Linked DNA regions of Mus musculus: regions 1, 2, 4, 5, 6 and 7 are each linked to region 3. A link is a contact called in public HiChIP or PLAC-seq and promoter capture Hi-C data. All regions are on one chromosome and are shown on one strand. The core of a region is the stretch at or near the end of the contact, and the rest is flanking DNA. Distances in the headings are between cores, read along the strand shown.

Evidence for each region. Promoter capture Hi-C pulls out the DNA fragments that hold promoters and counts their contacts. HiChIP or PLAC-seq counts read pairs in DNA pulled down with a chosen protein or histone mark.
Region 1: a contact with region 3 is called in a promoter capture Hi-C map of liver, with 4 times the contacts expected there. The contact joins the enhancer-like site here to the promoter of Phkg2 in region 3. A contact is called at or near these places in 4 of 39 promoter capture datasets (the C10 cell line, hippocampal neurons, liver and 1 more), 1 of 484 Hi-C or Micro-C datasets (B cells) and 1 of 115 datasets of contacts at active chromatin or transcription factors (embryonic forebrain).
Region 2: a promoter capture Hi-C map of liver shows a contact between it and region 3, with 4 times the contacts expected there. The contact joins the promoter of Tial1 here to the promoter of Phkg2 in region 3. A contact is called at or near these places in 2 of 39 promoter capture datasets (liver and pre-B cells).
Region 4: a contact with region 3 is called in a FOXA1 HiChIP or PLAC-seq map of pancreatic cancer cells. The contact joins the promoter of Gdpd3 here to the promoter of Phkg2 in region 3. A contact is called at or near these places in 1 of 39 promoter capture datasets (neural stem cells), 1 of 484 Hi-C or Micro-C datasets (B cells), 2 of 115 datasets of contacts at active chromatin or transcription factors (embryonic forebrain and pancreatic cancer cells) and 1 of 9 other capture datasets (liver).
Region 5: a contact with region 3 is called in an H3K27ac HiChIP or PLAC-seq map of microglia, with 6 times the contacts expected there. The contact joins the promoter of Sult1a1 here to the promoter of Phkg2 in region 3. A contact is called at or near these places in 6 of 39 promoter capture datasets (the C10 cell line, hippocampal neurons, liver and 2 more), 1 of 115 datasets of contacts at active chromatin or transcription factors (microglia) and 1 of 9 other capture datasets (liver).
Region 6: a promoter capture Hi-C map of the SN4741 cell line shows a contact between it and region 3, with 4 times the contacts expected there. The contact joins the promoter of Tlcd3b here to the promoter of Phkg2 in region 3. A contact is called at or near these places in 7 of 39 promoter capture datasets (the C10 cell line, the SN4741 cell line, fetal liver and 3 more), 2 of 115 datasets of contacts at active chromatin or transcription factors (large pre-B cells and microglia) and 1 of 9 other capture datasets (liver).
Region 7: a promoter capture Hi-C map of liver shows a contact between it and region 3, with 5 times the contacts expected there. The contact joins the promoter of Nupr1 here to the promoter of Phkg2 in region 3. A contact is called at or near these places in 3 of 39 promoter capture datasets (liver, neutrophils and pre-B cells) and 1 of 115 datasets of contacts at active chromatin or transcription factors (pancreatic cancer cells).

Annotation. Positions count from the first base shown.
Region 1 is chr7:126,744,786-126,747,631 of GRCm38.p6, reverse strand. No RefSeq gene overlaps it. Among named protein-coding and RNA genes, the nearest start is that of Mapk3, 13 kb to the left of the region's middle. Within about 2 kb of position 1,346, at least 99 of the 459 cell types and tissues checked have an H3K27ac peak or open chromatin away from gene starts, as enhancers often do. A contact at or near this core is called in liver and pre-B cells, where this site is marked.
Region 2 is chr7:128,460,299-128,463,088 of GRCm38.p6, reverse strand. Tial1 (Tia1 cytotoxic granule-associated RNA binding protein-like 1) reads left to right here and starts at 1,416. Exons shown (of 12, transcript NM_001347640.1): 1 at 1,416-1,964. The coding sequence starts at 1,933. Gm32816 (a long non-coding RNA gene) reads right to left here and starts at 1,369. Exons shown (of 4, transcript XR_378509.4): 1 at 837-1,369.
Region 3 is chr7:127,571,932-127,574,631 of GRCm38.p6, reverse strand. Phkg2 (phosphorylase kinase, gamma 2 (testis)) reads right to left here and starts at 1,284. Exons shown (of 10, transcript NM_026888.3): 1 at 1,176-1,284; 2 at 666-778. The coding sequence starts at 760.
Region 4 is chr7:126,765,070-126,767,975 of GRCm38.p6, reverse strand. Gdpd3 (glycerophosphodiester phosphodiesterase domain containing 3) reads right to left here and starts at 1,562. Exons shown (of 10, transcript NM_024228.2): 1 at 1,367-1,562; 2 at 1,032-1,074; 3 at 666-801; 4 at 540-585; 5 at 291-409; 6 at 124-213. The coding sequence starts at 1,505. It overlaps Mapk3 (mitogen-activated protein kinase 3), which reads right to left. Exons shown (of 9, transcript NM_011952.2): 9 at 2,160-2,736.
Region 5 is chr7:126,675,108-126,677,807 of GRCm38.p6, reverse strand. It overlaps Sult1a1 (sulfotransferase family 1A, phenol-preferring, member 1), which reads left to right and starts at 1,390. Exons shown (of 8, transcript NM_133670.2): 1 at 1,390-1,506; 2 at 2,225-2,364; 3 at 2,455-2,580; 4 at 2,662-2,700. The coding sequence starts at 1,490.
Region 6 is chr7:126,821,870-126,824,569 of GRCm38.p6, reverse strand. It overlaps Tlcd3b (TLC domain containing 3B), which reads right to left and starts at 1,267. Exons shown (of 5, transcript NM_029978.1): 1 at 358-1,267. The coding sequence starts at 482.
Region 7 is chr7:126,624,103-126,626,802 of GRCm38.p6, reverse strand. Nupr1 (nuclear protein transcription regulator 1) reads left to right here and starts at 1,333. Exons shown (of 3, transcript NM_019738.1): 1 at 1,333-1,480; 2 at 1,770-1,913. The coding sequence starts at 1,369. The coding sequence ends at 1,900. All of the region lies in intron 1 of Gm39087 (a long non-coding RNA gene), which reads right to left.

The DNA.
Region 1 (2,846 bases), core at 97-2,596, 830 kb after region 3:
AGGCCTGTAGGTCTTTATTCTGATATTTTTGCTGACTCTATAAAGCTTAGTTTAGAATCTTTTTTTTTTTTTGAGACAGGGTCTTTCTATGTGCCTTTGGCTAGCCTTGAACTCACTATGTAGTCCAGGCTTGCCTCAAACTCAGATTCTCATTCCTCTGCCAAGTGCTGGGATTAAAGGATAAGCCACCGTGCCCTGCCCGATTATTCTAGTGTTTCTGTTTTTTTCTAGTCCTCAAAGCTAGTCTTGAACTTGCTATGTTGCTGAGGATGCCTTTGAACTCCTGACCCTCACAGTTGTGTTTTGAGACAGGGCCTGATAAATCACCCAGAATTCTCTTGCGTAGCCCTGAGTCCAGGCTGGCTTGGAAGCTGTGTTTCTCTTTACTCCGTTTCCCGGGTAGCTGGAATTACAGGCCTGTGGCCGCAGGCCCAGCTTCTATGGTAGGTTTTGAAATCAAGTCTCCCTATGTAGTCCAAGCTAGCTCTCAATGTCCAGCTTCCCTGCCTCTGCCCCTTAGGTGCCAGCATTACAGGTGTGCAGCACCACACTTGCTTGGCTGATGTTGAAACTGTTGGGTAGCCACCAACCGTGGCTCGAGTTTCCTTGTGTCATCTGAATTTCCCAAAGGACTTTGTCACTTTCTGAGATCAAGGCCCAAAGCAAACAAAGGCCCAGAGGTTCCCTGTCAGCAGTATGGTAATGCTGCGGTGGGGGGACAGGGAAGGGAACTTCACTTAGTTCATGCAACTTCCTGCTGTTCCTGCCCTGCACGCAGACGGCCACAGGGAGACTGATGCCAGAATTCACGGCTAACTCATTCCAGATCATTTACAAGCGCAAGGTAGAACGGCATTGATCATTTGCAGTATGTTCTTTTTTTCAAACCGCTCACTCAACAGTTGTCTACAATGACTGCAAGGCTGCACACAGCTTCTGTTGGACTCTAGAGGGAGAACGGGATCCAAGTCTGTGGTCTAGACCTCCTTGATGGAGTTAGAGCCCTTCTCCTCCTCCCCGAGGATTTCATTTCCTCATGACTACTCTCTCTCTCTCTCTCCCTCTCTCTTTCTCTCTGTTGTTAGTTTGCTCTCCTCCTCTTCCTCCTTTCTTCAAACATCATCCCAGCAGCTGCTTCGCCACCCCTTTGCCATCGACTCCAGCCCCTAACTGCAACCTTAAGTCATTTTAACCCTGAGCATCTTCTTCTGGATGCAAAGACAAACAAGATGAAAGTAGTGAAGCTCTGCTTCCTCTTGGTCATCTGCCGCTGCTGTTACACCACCCACCCTAGGCACTGCGTCGGTCTCTTCCTTCTTCCAAATATAGCTGTGGCCTTTTCGCTGCTGGTTTTGTAATCTCAGCTCAGTCCACTTGCAGCCATCCCAATGCTGTCTGTACACGTTAGAGCAGCCGAGTGTGTGTGTGCGCGTGCGCGTGTGTGTGCTGCATGTGCGTGTGTGTGCTGCATGTGCACAAGTGGAGATCAGTTCTTTCCTTCTGTTCCATAGGGTCCAGATATTGACCGTGGGTCCTCAAGCTTGTCCACAGAGCCCTTACCTGTTGAGCCAATTCTCTGACCTTCTCCACCTTCTTTCAAGGCAAGGTCTTGCTCTGCAGCCTGGGGTGGTCTTGAACTTGTGATCTCCTGCTTCTTCTTCACCAGTGCTGGGACTGGTGCCATTATGCCCAACTTCTTTTTAATCAGAGGATTTCCTGTCTGCTCCTTTAATCCCTTGAAGCCCTCTTCCTGTGGCATCTCCATCAATATCCTAAAGGATGAGAGAGAGACATTTTGCTTTTCTCATTGGATAGTCTTGAAATATATGTGTGTATGTATATATATATATATATATATATATATATATATAATATATATATGTATGTATACATATATGTGTGTGTATGTATATATATATTAGTACAACATTGGAACAGGGTCATAATTAACTTAGTGTCCTTTGATCAATGTAGTATTCTTTTTTTAAAAATTTATTTATGTATATATTTATTACATGTAAGTACTCTGTAGCTGCCTTCAGACACTCCAGAAGAGTGGCATCAGATTTCGTTATGGATGGTTGTGAGCCACCATGTGGTTGCTGGGATTTGAACTCAGGACCTTTGGAAGAGCAGTCGGCGCTCTTAACCGCTGAGCCATCTCACCAGCCCCAATGTAGTATTCTAAGAGTTACAGACGTTCTCTGGTTTACTCTATGTACATTAATATACAACTACACACTTTCCCCATAGCATTTAGTTTAGTTATCCATCTCTGTACAAAACCCCACCATAAAGCATGTGTGCTGGTGTATGCCTGCATCCTGGCACTGGGGAGGCAAGCGTGTGCACAGCCTGGGCTACATAGGGAAACCCCATCTCAGAAACAAATAAGCCAATGCATACTTCTAATCTCAGCACTCCATTACAGGCTGAGGCAGAAGGATACGGTGTGGTCTACATAGAGAAACAGAAGTAGAAACAAAACAAAACAAAATCCCCACATTTCATAGCATAAAACAACACTCCTGGTGCGCCTTGGTTCTTTCTGTGGGTGGAGCTTAGAAAGAACAGAACAGAAACACTACACTTTGCCTCACCCCCAGCCTCAGCTGGGACCACTGAAGCCCCAAGTAACAGTAAGAGCTCTGCAGCTGGGGTGAGATCCACTTCCAATCCGGCTTCCTCACTCATACACCTGTGATCCGGGCAACTGAAGGGTGGGACTGTAGCCCATAGAGCCCGTAAGGTCCTGTCCTGCAAGGCTGTGTCAGCAGCTGCACAGTGGCTGTCGCTACTCTATTTCTTTCTCCTGTTCTCCTCTTGATACGGTGTCTAGCTGTGTG
Region 2 (2,790 bases), core at 167-2,666, 890 kb before region 3:
TTTTTTTTTTTGGCTTTTTCGAGATAGGATTTGCTGTGTATAGCCTTGGCTGTCCTGGAACTCATTCTGTAGACCACGCTGGCCTCGAACTCAGAAATTCGCCTGCCTCTGCCTCCCAAGTGCTGGGATCAAAGGCGTGCGCCACCACGCCCAGTTGCTCTTTCCTTTTTCACTTTGGGATATAATCCGTTTCTCGTTCAGACTTACTCTCTCCTTCCTAGGCTCATGGAGAAGCAGCCTCCAATCTCCCACTGTACCTGTAAATTCAGGTAGGGTTTCAGTATGCAGCTAAGCAGATCTATAAGCTACCCCAAAGCTCTCTGTTGGCCACCAGACCTTTTCTCTCCTTCAATGAGACAGTGTGCAGCTGGGGGCACGGGAGAGCTGGTTAAGAGCACACTTACAGTGGCTTCCAGTTTGGTTCTCAGCACTCATATGCAGCTCACAACCACTGTTAACTCCAGTCTCAGGCAGGGAATGCCATCCCTTCGTCTGACCCCTAGGGGCCTCAGCCACAAATGTGGTGTACATCCAGTAGATTGTCATGATTCTATCTCCTCTCTTGCTTTAGCATCTCAATACTAGCAGCCCGTGTCCTCCAATACCGAACTCCAGACTGTTTTGGCATGAGACCTGGTCGTTGAGCCTCTTTGCTGTTTTCACTGATTATTAGTTTTTGATAAGGTCTTGGTATCTATTTCTAGGCTGGCCTTAAATCCATTATCCTCCTGTTCAGTAGCACTGTGCGCCACCACGCGAATATTTAAGTTTTAAGTAGGGATTTGAAAGAGCGGTACAAGCCATTTGAATGAGGGGCTGCTCTTTTGCAGCCTTACCCACTAATCCGATGAGATAATGGGTAGCGATCCTTGTGGAACTTGTAAAGCAAGTTACAAGCGGTATAGTCTAGAAAGGCCTATCTGGTTAGAACACGTGCTCAAAGACAAGGCTGGATCTGGTGTTGCCCGATGTCCGCTACATCTCTCCGGGTTCAGAGTTGCCACTCTTTTGCCCGTCGCGTGAGGCGTCGGTTGTTGAACACGGACCAGCAGTTCTGAGAGTAGAGGCGGGCAAGGCCGGCTGACGGGAGAACCACGCGGAGCCAGCACACCGCCTGATCTGCAGTTGAAGAAACCGCTCTGGGGCTGGACGGAGGCGGAGCAGAAGCTCACACTGGACCAACAGAAGAGCCTTAAGATGCTAAGAGCGATCCTGGGGCGGGCCCCGGCGCGAGGCACTCTGGGATTTGTAGTTTACTTCCCGGACAGCTCCTCTCTATTTCGGCCGCCCGCCTTTTATTCCTCGCTCTATCCCGGCACGCCGACTACTTAGTCGCGGCACGTCCTCACGTACGACTACACTACCCAGAAATCTCTCCTTCGCGCTCCGGCAGGCGCAGGGTCTGCCTTGAACTACAGTTCCCAGAAGGCCACTGGAGAAGGGCTTCCCCCACTTTCCCGGGACCGCAATTCCCGGAGACTTGGTTTCGCGGCTTTTCTCTCTGTGTTGGGTCTCTCTTGGACCCGGATAGGTCTTGACTGGCCAGCAGGCCCACAGCGACAACGTGCTCCGTCGTGTCCAGTCGCAGGGTGTACTCTTTGGCCGGGCTTTCTGTCTCTTTAGCTACTTTTGCCGGACAGGCCGTCGCAGCTGGCCTGAGCAGTGACCTGGCGGGCCGCGCCTGCGCCCTGCCGCGTTTCCTGCCTGGCTGGTGGTGGCGGCCATTTTGTTCATCCTCCTCCTCCTCCTGCTCCTCCTGGTTGGAGCGCAGTGTCCGGAGCGGGCTGGGGGGAGCGGACCCGAGAGCGGGGTTCAGTACCTTTTCCTCTGTCCCCAGCCGGCGCCCGGAGCCCCCCTCCCCTTCCTTCCCGCCCCCTCCCCTCCCCAGCCCTGCCCTCCCCCTTGTCCCGGGATCACTCCGTCGCACCCACCATGATGGAAGACGACGGACAGCCCCGGACTCTGTGAGTACCCGAGACCCGGGGTGCCAGGCACCGAGTGGCCCGGGCACTGCGGGAAGCGGAGGGAGGAAGGGAGAGCAGGAGCCCGGGACTAGAAGCGGAGAGCCGGGCGTCGCGGTGGCGCGGCTGTGAAGTGCATTCCTCATCTGTCCCCCTTCCCAGAGAAGGAAGCCCTCCCTTCCCCCCCAAACACAGTCACTTCCTAGGGTCTAGGGCTTGTCTCGACTTTTTCCTCCCGACCCCTTCTTTTGCACACTCTTGCTTGGCTGGGCTTGTGCACGGCTGAGGCTGTCAGGCGCGGGAGAGCTACTGTTCCCCCTGTGCTTTGGGGGCTCCGGGCTGAGCCAGGAGCTGTGGGTCCCTACGGGGGCAGGGCTTGGCGGGGGTGGGACCACTACTGCATCCTTTGGCTTGAACGTTTAGCCTCAGTCCACGTCCTCAGCAGTCCACGTCCTCAGCCTCAGTCGCTCCGAGTCCTTCTCCCCAGTCTACCACTCTTTAACCAGAGGAGCCCCTTGTCTCTTTCTGCCCCACGTGCCCCACGCTGTCAGAAACACCCGCCTAGCGCCTGCTGCTTTTGAAGTGCCAAAGTGATTGCTTTTCGCCACCGTGCACCACCTCTGTCCCTTGGATAACGAAGTTTACTTTGAGCGCTTACTGCGCCAACCTGACAACCAGTTAAACTCCTTTCGCTCAGTTAGTGATGCCGCTTCCTAATCCGTTTGTGCGTCCGGACCATCGGAGTTGGATAAAAGGATGACTGCTCCCGCTATTTGTTACCTGTCTTTTGAGTGCTATTTTTCGCGGTATAGCTGTCGGGTTTCACCTG
Region 3 (2,700 bases), core at 35-2,534:
CTCTGTGGAGACCCCGTTGATTGAATCCTACTGCCTACTTATTTTTTCCCCTAACGCTCCTTTCGACCTTTATCTTTTTTTCATTATGTAAAGATAGAAACATTTCCAAGACAGAAACTTCCTCAGGGTTCCTGTTCTGTCACTCCCTCACCCGGTGTTCTTGGTGCTTAACACAACATAACCAATACACTATGCTTCTGAAACTAAACCATAAAGCATCTGTGGTGGCGATCACAGTAGCAATCCCTGCTCCCCTCCCCGACAGGGTTTCTCTGTGTAGTCCTGGCTGTCCTTGAACTTCCTCTGTAAACCAGGCTGGTGTCAACTCAACAGAGATTCACCTGCCTCTGCTGGGATCAAAAGCATTCACCACCACCGCCCAGCTCCAAGCATCTTTTCTACAGACCCCTACTTCTCGAACTAGATACCTTTGAAATGCTCACGTGATGGGTATTTTCTACCTTCCCGTTGTCTGGACCACAAACAATTGTTGACAATATAGATGAATAGAGGAAAAAATGCGGGTTAACTCGGAATACTAGCCAAGTCACTAACTGTTTTCCACTGTCCACTTCCTAACTATCCAGTCTTCAGAAGGAAGCCTTATTTCCTGGCTGGGAGCTGACTACACTGGGCCGGTGTATGCTTCAGCTGTGAAGGCTCACCTGCCAATGATGTCCTTAGGGTCGTACTTCTGGTAAAACTCTTTGGCCGCAGCCCAGTCAGGGAGTTCATCCTCCGGCCCCACGTCCAACGTCATTCTGAGGGATGTGGGGGCCTGGGAGGAGGAAACGGAGGGCAGTGAGGGCAAGGAGGCCCACAGGTTCTGAGAGGATGCACATCGTGGCTCCCGGGGGCGCAGCACCTGCGGCTGGGGCGCCAGGGTCCTGGGGGTTGGGGGTGGGGTAGGGGAAGGATCAGGACCGGGGAGACCACAACGAAGGGCCTAGGGGGGAGGGAGGGAAGCAGGGCAGGGAAGAGGATAGGGAAGGGCGGGAGGGGGGAAAGGTGGCTCGGAAGAAGGGGGAAATGGCACAAGTGCGGGCGGCTGTTACCGCGCAAGCGCACTTGGCGTCCACTGGGAGGGGCGCGGGGGTCTCGAGCAGGATGACCCGTGCGAGCGGGGAGGGGGAAGGGAGGGTGGGGGGAGGGGGGTGAGGAGGGAACAGTCTAACCTGCGCAAAGACCCTCAGCTGCTTGGTTTATGTTTGTTCCTTTGCTTTAACCTGTAAGGCTCCCACAGCGACCTAAGGCACCGCCCCCATCATTGCAGCCAATGGCCCCTGCTGTTTGAGAACTAGGGATTAGAAACCCTCCGATTGGAAAATGGCAGTCCAATAGGAAGACGGGATTCCAGGGCGGACAAGGCCGTTGGCGCTAGAAGTCCCCAAAAGGTCTCCACCATGAGGAGGAGCCTGAAAAACAGCCAATCAACATGTAGCACTTGCTTTTCTCTCCTGGTGCTGCTGGTCTGTAAAGAGACACGGAAGTTAGGTTACCGGAAATGTGATGTCTCCGCACTACCTCACCGTGCCCTCGGACAAGGCCCTTTTAGTTTCCTTCTGGAATCCTCATTTATTATAGTAAGAGCCTGTTCCAAAATTCCTTTTTTTGTGGAAACCTGCGTGTAGACAAGTGTGGTCATGCACGCTTAATCCCAGCACTAGGAGGCGAGGCAGGCAGATGGATCTCTTGAGATGGAGGCCAGCATGGTCTACAAAGTGAGTTCCAGGACCGGCAGGGCTGTTTATACAGAGAAACTGTTTTGAGAAACACAACAAAACAAAATGCATATGCAGCTTGGCCGTTTGGTCCTGACTAGAGCTTTCAGGATAGTGTCCATCATCCTGGGGTCACAGACTCCTACCGTCTTGCTCCCAGACCCTCCTGCATTAAGTACACAAGGTTGTTAAGGTCCTGCCTAGAGTAATTCCAAAGCCAGACATATCCTAAAACCAAGGTTCTGGAGTAACAGCAAAGAAAAAAGCAAATCCTCAAGGTTACAGTCCAGCAAAAGAGAAATGATAATTTTTGTTTTTTTAGACGGTGTCTCACTATGTAGCCCTTGTTAGTCAGGGATTCGTTGTGTATCCCAGGCTGGGGTGGAACTCCAAAGATCAGTCAGTTTGAGTGCTGGGATTTAAGGCTCAGGACGCCTAGATTACAGCATGATTTTCTAACAGCTTTTTCTATAAGGAAACCAAGTAATTTAGTGTTTTTGCTTTCTGTCACTGTAGAGCCTTTCCTCATCAAGCTTAACTTTAACAACTTGCAAAAATAGTTTTGAACTTTCCTAAGTAGGTTTGTTGTTGGTACACAGGGGATAATTATTCTGAAATTAGTCAAAATAATGTATTCATATAATTAGGAACCGAAGAGTCTTCCTATGAGAATATGAAATCTGGAACTAGAGGAAGAACTACAGGTAAAATTTGGGCAATGGTGAAAAACAGATTAAAAAATAATTTTATATTTTCCAGTATTGATTTCTAAAAGGACCCCCAAAACAGAAGCTAGTATAAAGTCTAAATGCTGATTTCTCTTGGTTGCAAACAAAGGAACCAGGGATCTTTGGGAAATGACCAAGGACAACAATAATGTGTCAGGAATCACAACCTGAGCCTCCCGATATTCCATTTAACTCACAGACTTTAAGTAGGTGGGGTTTACTGCATGTTCATTATACTTGACTAGAACATA
Region 4 (2,906 bases), core at 313-2,812, 810 kb after region 3:
ACAGTCACGTGTTCCACTTTTCCAATCCTGCTCTTGGGGACTATGCTGAAGGCTAGTTCCTGGGGCCCTCCCTCCTTGGGTTGCGGTGGCCTCTAACCCCATGGCAGAGAAAGAGGGACTCACAGCAGCCCTGCATCTCTTCATGACTGAGCTTTTCTCTGCAGCCCAAATAGTAATCTCATTCCGGTCAAAGCGCCTAGTCAGGTTGGCTACCTAGGATGGAGAGAAGTGGTATAAAGGAAACCAGGCCTTTCTGAGGCCTGCCCTCAGCTGCCGGGCTATAGTACTACCTTGTGAATGAGTTCTTCATTTCTTTCTTTGACCTCCAAGCACATGGGAGTCCTTGGAAATTTCTGGAATACATCCTCCAAACTAATCATGTGCCGGTCTGACCCGTGGGCAAAATGGCCTGGGCAGGGGTGAGGGGTGTCACAAAAACTGGGGTCAGAGTAGGATAAACAGGCTGGGGGTGGGGGCGTGTTAATGAGAGTATATAAGAAGATGGCTAGGCAGCTCAAGGGTGGCTACACGCATCCTACCTGGTGAGAAGTAAATTTCCAACTCTTCCTTGTAGAGGGGCAGCTCCTGTGGAGAGCAGAGAAGCATCATCAGGGTACACGCGTGAAAGTGATGCAGCTCTCAGTGTGAGGGGCTGCAAAACTCACCTCAAAGTCCAGGGTGTTCACATCCTTATTTAGGCCTGACTGGCGGGACAGGTTCTTGTCGTGTGACACTACCACCACGCCATCCCGGGTGAGCTGGCAGTCAAATTCCAAGAGATCTGCTCGCTGGGCCATGGAACTATGGGAGCAAAGGTTGGTGGGGGAAAAGGACACAGGAAGGACCAGGGCATGTAGTGGAGGGGAAATATTGGCACAGAATTTATGGTGGGACATGTGGCCAGTTCCACAGTTCCAAGGACTTCCAGATACCCAGTTTATGAAGCGAGTAAGTAGCACTCCTGGTTGTCCTGCAGAGCACAGCCCACAACCCCACAACCTCACATGGAACTTGATGGGGCTTGGACTCACTTCTCTACTGCTTCCATGGTGTTCTCCAGTCGCTCCCCAGACCCTGTGGAAAGCAGTTTGGGTGGATCCCCGGGACCTAGCTTGACCTTCCTGCTTACCTTTCTTCCTGACGGTCTCCCACTTGCTTTAGGCTTCCTCTCTTCCAATCAGTTGAACTGGCCTCTCCTTCCCTGCCACATGCCCTCTAGGCCCCAAGACTCTCCTTTCCTCGCTCTTTTTAACATTCAATCATGCCTTGCACCTTGAGGATGGGCTGCCCACCCTGACACCTGTCTTGTTAGGCTCACTCCACCCTACATGGATTCCAGCCCTTCCACCTCCCTGACTCAGCTCACCTCCACGGTGGGCAGCCAGGCGGATAGGGAAGACGGGAGCCCGCGGCGTGTGCAGCAGATGAGGTCGGCGCAGGAAGAAGATGGAGAGCATGACGTAACTGCCCAGGGTGGGCAGAACAAAGTACAGGAGAGGGATCATAGCCTCGCTCCACGGCAGGCTTCTGTCAAAAGCACAGCCTTCCCTGTCCCAAAGGGCTCTGATGCCCGGGGCCGAGCCTGCCTGCTCAGCCAGTGTAGGCTGGCTCCTCCACCGGGCAGCGCCACGCCCATGGACCTGCTGAGCCTGCTGGGTGCTGCTGGAACGTGGCCAGACTGCAGTATGGCCCAGAGCTGGGGCCAGGCACAGGAACTGAGGCAGGCAGCCCTGGGTTCCATGTCCAGAGACCTTTCACAGATCCCAGCACCCCCTTTTGTTCTTGACCATGTGGGGGGGGGGGTTAAGCAGCCCCACCCCCTAGTGTTTAGATCTTTCTGCCTCCCATAGGTGTTTGTGGACAGGATCTGTAACTTATTACACATTTGCCACTTCCCGGGAATTTGGGGGTGTGTAAGGTACCCCTGAGTCACCCCAACTCACTCCAAGCAGTTAAACAGGAAGTTGTTAGGGAAGACAGTGACTAAAGGGAAACTGACCCCTTCCCAGAGACTGACACTCCTTAGAACCCAACCTCATCCCTGGCCAGCTGGAGCCAAAGACTACCAGGGCCATGTAAAGCCACAGCTGGAGGCAGGGGGCAGTTGTGAGTGCGGTATGCTGGGGTCGCGTCGACATACACAGACAGAGGCAGGCTCATCCATATACACATCTCTATATTTATATATTAGATACAGGCACGGGGAGATGGGGAGGGGCACCGGCTCTCCACGGGCCCCACCCCCACATCCAATCACCCACACACAGAAGCAGCAAGGGCGTTACATGTGGCAGCTTGAGAGAGAGAGGGTTAGGCCTGGGCTCCTCAGGGAAACTAGCCCTTGAGACTTAGGAATGTTCTGTCAGGGAAAATGGGGTGGGGTTCCAACAAGATGAATAGGGCAGAGCCCTACTCAGTGCCCTCCACCCCTCCGTAGCACAGGTCCTAGGACGATCATAGCCCCTCCATTCCAGAACGGTCTACCAGAGCCGGGGCTAGCAAGGGTAGATAAAGACACAGCAGCAGAGATCAGCTCTGGGGCCACCTCATCACTCAGGCTATGGGGAGATGGGGCAGGGGATTGGAGTGGGAGAAGCCTGCTTGAAGCAGGAGACCCCAGCAAAGTGAGAGAAGGTGGCCAGGCCCACCCTTGGTCCAGCCTGGGCTGCCGGGGTCTGGGTTGAGCAAAGTTCACTTTCTAACAATCTGCAGAGAAGGAGCAGGTAGGAGCAGGACCTGAAGGAAGAAACGGACAGAAAGGAATGGTCAGCGGGGTGAGCCCTGACCCCAGCGTCTTTGAACTGTCAAGTTCTGTGGGTCTTGGCTTCCTTATCTGCAGCTAACAAGAGCAGCCACCAAGTGCTACTGTGATTATAGGCTCCTCTCAAAGCATCATGATATACTCT
Region 5 (2,700 bases), core at 141-2,640, 900 kb after region 3:
GCCCACCCACAAGAAAAAAGATGACATAATATATGAATATATACATTCATACCTGCAATCTTAGCCCTTGACATGCTGGAGCAGAATTGCCACAAGATCAAGTCTACCCTGGATTACATGGTGAATTCCTAGTCAGCCTAGGATCCAGTATGAGACCTTGTCTCTGTCAGTTCCAAAGCCAGCATTCTTTAGGATCTCTCGAAGCAGTTCTCCTCTACTAAAGGAGCCATTCCCTTATTCTGGCAGAAGGAACAGATCTGTGGTACCTATTAGCACACTAAAAGGCATGCTGGCATCTTGGCTCCTCTCGCTCCCCTGGCCCAGAGGCTCCCTTTCTACCAGCTTCTCACTGTCCTATAACCCAGCTATCTCAGCTACGCATCCCCCAACCCCACTCTCCAAGTCCTCGTCTTTGTCTTCATCTCTTGCTATCCCATGCCCAAACCCACTTCTCATGGCCAAGTCCAGTTTTCTGGTCATATTCAGTCCACTTCTTTCTCTCTGGACTCTTCCAGATCACTATGGCTGAACTCTCCCTAGCATCTACAATAAAATCCTCCCCTCAGTCACACCTCGGAGTGGTCCTGTCATCAGTCTACATAGTCTCAAACAAACACAATTTCCTCTAGAGAAATGGGAAGTCTTGTCCTGATGCCCAGCTTTGCACAGCTCTCCTCTGAGATGACAACTCTGTAAGGGTCAGGAGGTGCACAGCTGTGGTACAGGAGCCTCTGCAGCCCCAGTGCAGCTTGATATTGCATCTTCACTCCAACAGCAGACAGAGGTCAAGGGGGCACTCCTCACTCCTGGAGGTGTGTCTCTCCCAGCTGCAGCCTCTTGTCTTTGCAGAGGGTGAAAATCTTTCTAGGGACTGATCTCCACCAGTCACGTGTGGTATTGGATGAGGTAGACTAGAGCCATGAAGGCAGGGGCACCTTCCAGGGCCTTTAGACTCACACTCCCATGAACACCCCTCCAACTCTGTTGCACCTCTAGTTCCTTGACCTTGCTCCTTCCCATCATTCTGGACTTTCCCTGACGTCAGAGGTTCCAGGCATCGCTGTGGTTGCTCTGATCGAAGCCCAAGGTGTCCTCAAGACTGGCTTGGAGCCAGCAGGTGTCCCCATCTGGCTACTTTCTTCCCTATGCCAGAGTGGGTTAATTAGAAAAGTCCCATTGTTCTACCTTAAGTTTAGGTAAGTTAGGAAGGAGTCAGAAGCAGAGCAAAAGAAACCCACTGTCCATGCTGTGGCCTGATTGGTGTTTTGTTTTGTTTTGAACAGGCTAAACCCACAGTCCACAGTATGGTTAACAGAACCCTGCCCTACTCCACCTCCTCCCCTTTTTGTTTCTGGAGAACAGCCAGTCCTAGCACTGTTTCCACTTCCTCCCACTTGGGACACAAAATCTCCAGCTCAAAGACCAATTCTGCATTCCCCACATTGCAAAGCCTACACAAAGATCCCTACCACTGAGCACCGAGGGAGGCATGGCTCAGAACCCCAGGTGAGTGGCAGAGTGGGGTGGCCACCTTGTCCTGCCCAGATACTGGTTCCACTGCTCTTCAAGTGCCAGCTAGTCCTTACACTTTGATTAGTCTGCCTGACTGCTGCCTGGGCCTCTAGCCTCTCTACTTTCTCCATGCATACCCCACCTCAGAAGAGCAACTGTGGTTTGTCTGAGTTCCCCTCCGCTCTGGCTTGTTTTAGAATCCTTTTTATTTTAGTAGAAAGTTTCTCCCTACCTTGCAACAAGCTTAATAGCTAAATTGGTTATATTTGTCTCAGAGCAAAATAGGATATCAGTTCTAGATGGGCTGAGGCATTTCTGAAGATAACAGGAAGTTCAAGGGGAAAAAAATAGAGAGAGGCCATGGCCTGAAGCTGCACTAGGAAGTAGTGAAGACTCGGCTGGTGCCTGCCGTTTTCTCATGTATGAGCTGGAATATCCTAGGAAACAGCACACATTGGACTGATTCTACCTCAGAGTGTTTTAATGCCTGGACTATGTATGCTTGGGCACTAGGGACATGGAACAATGTTCCACAGGTGATCAGACATAGCACAGTGGTGACTTTTGGTGGAGATAGATTTGCCTTTGATCCCAGATCTACCTGCCACTTTGGGGGGCTCTGCCAAAGCCCCAGGATCCCCGTCTTAAATCATTTAACACATGGTACTGTGGACTTGCTAGAGAAGTGGGTTTTACTCTGTTCTCAATGCAGCAACATGGAGCCCTTGCGTAAACCACTGGTGCCTGTGAAGGGAATCCCACTCATCAAATACTTTGCGGAGACAATGGAGCAACTGCAGAACTTCACAGCCTGGCCTGATGATGTGCTCATCAGCACGTACCCAAAGTCTGGTGAGCGAGCAGTGGTCCCCACCACACACACACTTTGGTAAGCAGGTCAAGACTCTGAGCCTCGCTCACCTCTTGCTCCTCCCTTTCCAGGTACTACCTGGATGAGTGAGATCATGGATATGATCTATCAGGGTGGCAAGCTAGATAAGTGTGGCCGGGCCCCCGTCTATGCCCGGATACCCTTCCTTGAGTTCAGCTGCCCAGGGGTCCCCCCAGGTATGTGCATGGGGGTGCTAGAGACAAGTGGAAAAAGGTAGGACCGGGCCCCAGTTTAACAAAGTTCCTTGTTCAACTTAGGTCTTGAAACTCTGAAAGAGACACCAGCCCCACGGATCA
Region 6 (2,700 bases), core at 18-2,517, 750 kb after region 3:
CTGGCGGCCCTATTCTAGAGATATACAAGTTTCACTGTCTACTTTTCTACACCTTGACCCCCAAACACTAGCCCTGAAAAACACAGTCTTGCCCCTTGGCTTGCTCCTGGGTGTCTTGTGGGACTGTTTAGTCACATGCTGCCCTGCTTTAGAGGGAGGATAGGAAGGTGCTAAGGGAAGCAAGCTCAAGCTCAATAGTAGTCCAGATGGCTGGGTTTCAATGAGGTCCAAGGAGGGAAGGAAGCTTGGATGTAACCTACCCACCACTACTGAGCCCAGGGGCGTGCTGGGGTCCCTTCCCCATGAAGCCTGTTGGAGAGAGAGGGGCTGAACTCTCGGGGAAGGCATGCCATTTACCTGGCGGAGACAATGACTGCGTCGGCCTCCTCCCAGCGCAGCTGGGGCAGCCTCTGGAGCGTGTTCTTGGATAGGAGGAAGAGTCCGGGGAACACCACCCCCCCAGCCACCATTGGGGTAAGCATGGTGACTTGAACCCGGGCAGGGAGACCAGAGGGTCCAGAAGGGACAGGAAGGCCAAATTGAGGGAGGGAGTTGGAGGTGAAGAAGGGATTGCCAAGCCAGAAAGGGAGAGAGAAAGAGGGAGGGGGAGGCACAAAGGGGCCAGGGCGGGGACAGGATGGGACAAGAGGACCAGTTCAGGGCAAGGGAGAAAGGGACTTCAATGAGATTGGGGACACAGAAAGAAAGGGCTAGCTAGGTGGCGGGGGGGGGGGGGGGACGACAGAGCGCTGGTGAGAGGATGGGGAGAGACTACCAAGGGAGGACTTGATGAGAGGACCAAGAGGGAGAGGGGACAGGAGGAGGAAGATGCAGTGGGGGAGGGGAGGGAGAACCGCGGCAGGTGGGGGGGGGGCTTACGTGGAGAGGCTGGGAGGGCCCAAGGAGGCGGGGTGGGGGACGGTGGTGCCAGCCCTGAAAAAAGGGAGGGAGGAAAGGACGGAGCGGAGCGGAGCGGAGGCGCAGCTGGGCAAGCGGTCACCAGTCAACACCGCTCTCCCGCCACCACAGGCTACCACCTCCTCCTGCTGCTGCCGCTAGAGCCCCGCTGCCCTGTGCAGACACCGCACATGGCATTATAGAGTTGGTGCCCAGCCCCCTGCCCCCTCTGTGAGGAGGGGGAGGGGGAGGGGAAGCCACCAGCTTGGGGAGGGTGGGAGAGGGGGAGGGAAATGATGGCACCGACCAGACACCAAGAAACCGGACCTGCAGCAGCGTTGTCTCCCATGCAGCTCTGAGCCACAGCAGCGGCTGCGACAGAGATGGGGGGGGACAAGGAAAGAGGGAGGGGGAGGCCCTTAAAGAGACAGGAGCTGCAGTGCAGGGGGCTGCTGGGGACAAGGGCTTAGGGAAAGGATGGCTCTTCTCTTAAACCCCCCCCCCCCCCCGGACACCTCCACCTAGCAGGAGTACTGAGCCGCCTTTCCTGTCAGCACTTTAAAAATGTCTGGCATTTCCTTCTGCTGGTGCTTATAAACATAAATGGGTGTCCCTCAGTGGCCTGCAGGGATCTCAGCTTAGGGGTGCTCACTCCAGCCAAGAAGATTTCCTGAAGAAAGCAGCCTGAGTAGATGGTGTGTTCCCTGAAGGCACAGATAGGAACAAGCCATTTCACGGTGTCCTTCAGACCCACAGCCCCCTCCACCCCGCCCGTCCGCCTCTCCAGTCAGAGGGAGTGGAAACTACATCAGTCACCTCGCTTGCACTCCGACTCGCACCACAACGAGTCACTCCCTCAGGAGTGTGGCTCACTATTGTGACAGCCCAGGGGGAAATCTATGCTCCTATGCTCTTCAGAGGTCAGGGGATAGCCCTGAGGTGGGAGCCAAGGTTCCCCAAGATCAGAAAGTTAAGATGTGACAGGAACAGAGCTAAGTGGGAAGAGATGGCTGGCTGTCAGAGCCCTCCAGCATGGCTTTGATGGCTAGCACCAGGGCACTGGGAGACAGGAAGCAGTCATGTAGACCTGGTGGCACTCCAGGAGCAGGAGGATCACTCCTGGTAGCCAGCTTGGGCGACAGAGGAAGTGCTCGCCTGGGAGAGAGGGTTAGAAGGTGGGCTTGAAGAGCAGAGGGTGCTTGCTGCCTGGAAAACCCAGTGGAGTTATGGAAGCCGGGGCCCCTCCCTCAGGCCAATGGCCTCCTGGAGTCCCCTTTTCCTTGTTGCCTTGGTTCCCTGTCCTCGGCCACTCCTCAGAACAGTCCTGCTTACACAGAAGAGCCTGGTGGCTGGCTGACTCAACTTCCTCCTTTAATCCAAGGGGAAGAGCAGCCCCGTGCTTTGGCCAGGGTAATTTAGGCCTAGCACACAACTACTAATGCTCACTCTCACATGGCCTCTTAGAGCCTGGCCTTTCCCAAACCCATCTGTCCTTCAGACTTGTATATCATGGGGACTGACACCTCACTGTAGCTTGAGTTTCTCACTGACCCTGAGATGAGCCTACTTATCTACTGACAACTGACCTTTCCAGCCCACAGCCTACTCCCTCTGCGCCCTAGAGGAAGGGGCCAATTCGCTATTTTGTGCTGCCCTCTAGTGGCAGTCTGTGGGAGTGGCTGAGGGAAGTCTTGACACCCGCAGGAGTTGGGGCTACTATTAGAGACCTTCGTAGACCTGGAAACCACAGGGGAAGAGGTCCACTTTCCCAGGTCTTACTACAGACTGAGCATGGTTTATGTC
Region 7 (2,700 bases), core at 84-2,583, 950 kb after region 3:
CCAGCCACAGCTAAAACAGTGAGACTGCCTAAAAAACAAGGCAGGGGGTATCAAAGCACAAATACCTGTTTATTTCATTCTGCCCTCAATATATTATTTAAATTTTAGAAGTCACACGTATTTATTGTGTGTGTACATGGATAGGAATGTGAGGGTCAGAGGACAATTTATGGGACATTTTTCTCTCCCATACTGTATGGGTCCTGGAAACCGATAAACTCAGGTTGTCAGGCTTGGTGGCAAGTACTTTACCCATTGAGTCATCTTGCCAACACACAATATTTTATTTTAAATTCCTTTTCTCCACCCTTTTTTTTTTTGAGGGGGGAGGGTCAAGGCAAGGGCACTGTATGGGAACCCATGGGAAGTTGTGACTAATCCTTACACTGTTCCCGCTTGTGAAGGTTTTCCAGGCCTCATGAGTCTGCAACCTCTCACCAACAGAGCCAGATAGAGTTATCCTCTGTTAAAGGGGGAACCTGAAGCAATCAGAGAGGGAAAGTGACGTGTCCAAGGTCACACAGCAGGAAACACTGGATCTGAGCTGACTTGTGATCCCAGCATTTAGGATGAGGAGGCCAGAGAATTGCAAGTTCAAGGGCTAACCTGGGCTCCATAGAAGGATTCTGTCAGAAAGAAAGGTAGAGGGAGGTGGATCAGGAATCAGAGTGTGGAATCCAGGGTATTTGCTGTCTCTACCAGCTAGCTATCCTCCATCTTGCATGAGGAAGAAGTCCCTGGGGACTCTGTTGAAGGGGACTTTTCACAAAAATAGAAGCCTTGGGTGTGACAGGAACTGCTGACCAAGCAAGAAGTGGGTCAGTGTCCCTCCTCCCTCCCTTTTCAGTATGTATGCTGCCACTACCTCCTGAATCTGAACCAGACTACAGTGTGTGTGTGTGTGTGTGTGTGTGTGTGTGTGTGTGTGTCTGTCTGTCTGTCTGTCTGTCTGTCTAACTATGACCCAGGCCCAGGAGGGGCTTGTGGCAGAGGCTGAAATGATAGGAAGGACTGGCCTATCTGAGGCCCTCTGCTCTCCCTGGCCAATATCCCAAAGACTGTGCCCAGATCCTGTCTGCTTCCTCCGCCCCTGAGGCGAGAGCTTTCCACGTGGAAAAACACAGCTGTGCTTGGGTGAGTCCTGTGAGGGAGGAGGGAGGGGAGGGTGCTCCTCTCTGCTCAGGACTGCTGTCTATGGGCCCAGTTCTGGGAAAGGGCCAGATTGCATCAGACAGGGCTTGGAGGGCGGGGGCCAACCCCGTGGTTTAGGGAGGAGACAGCGTTATAAGTAGGGTGAGAAACTGGGAGAGGGCAGACATTCAGACAAGGAGACACAGGCAAGACTTTGGAGAGAGCAGACTAGGCATAATGGCCACCTTGCCACCAACAGCCAACCCTTCCCAGCAACCTCTAAACCTAGAGGATGAAGATGGAATCCTGGATGAATATGATCAGTACAGCCTGGCCCATCCCTGTGTCGGTAAGGTTTTCGTGGTAGCTCCTTGGTCAGCCCATCTGCTTCTCACTGGGTACCCCGGTTTACCTTTCCTAGCTAATCTATTCCCAACTCCCAAGTAACCCCTTCTAGTCTCATCTACTGAGTTCTGTCTCCCTTAGCCCCAAGAACTCACAAGTGAGCATCTCTCATTCTATACTTGAGTAAACAGCAAGGATAGAGTGCTTCAGACGTGAAGACGTGACCGCCCCACTCTGGCCATTTATATGCCTGTCCTAACCTCACACACCTCCTCTACCTCCTGCTCCACCAGTCGGGGGAGGTCGGAAAGGTCGGACCAAGAGAGAAGCTGCTGCCAATACCAACCGCCCTAGCCCTGGCGGGCATGAGAGGAAGCTGCTGACCAAGTTCCAGAACTCTGAAAGGAAAAAAGCCTGGCGCTGAGACGGAGCTGGAGGTGAGTCGGGAGAGCCGGGCCTAAGTGTGCCGAGCGGGAAGCGGGGAGCCAAAAGCTGGTCCTGGTGAGATGGCGCTGCAGGTAGAGGCTCTTGCAGGCAAGCAGGACAACCTGTGCTTGATCTCTGGGACTCGAGTGATGAAAGGGGAGAGAACCAACTGCAAGCTGTGTTCCCAGGGAGCCCTGCAGATAGATGTCCAGGCAGGGAAGTGATAAGAATGAAAACCCCATTCAGACCGAATTCCATCAGCTTGGATCAGATTTCAGGGCATCTAACGCCAGGCGGTTCACTGTCAGCATATTTAAAACACAGTACAATTTGGGAAGAGGTTTCTAGGCAACAGTCAGGTCCATCAGTTCAATTCCAGGAGCACAATAAAGCTTGAGGTGTGACTACACTGAAACTCCATGAGGGTGGGTTCTAGAGCTAAAGGCCTAGAATCTAGAGTGGTCTCTGACCAATAGCATGGAGGTCATCAGGCAGATGTGACATCTCTCCTAAGAGTGGGTAATGGTCTAGGGAGGGGAGAGTCTGGGATTATCATTCTGGAGAACTTGAGTGAGGTCGGCTTCTATAGCAAAAGCTGGGGAGGTCTGACTCCACACAGAGCCAAAAGCTCACCAGGTTGTTAACAAAATCCACTCTCAGATTTCTGAGTGGAATGCAGGTATTTGACTTTATCTCCTGCATTGAGGAGACACACGGCATGATTAAAACTTCTGGTTCTTAGTGCTTCTCTTGAGTACAAGGACCTCTGTGCCCCCAATGTCCACCGACTTCCATATG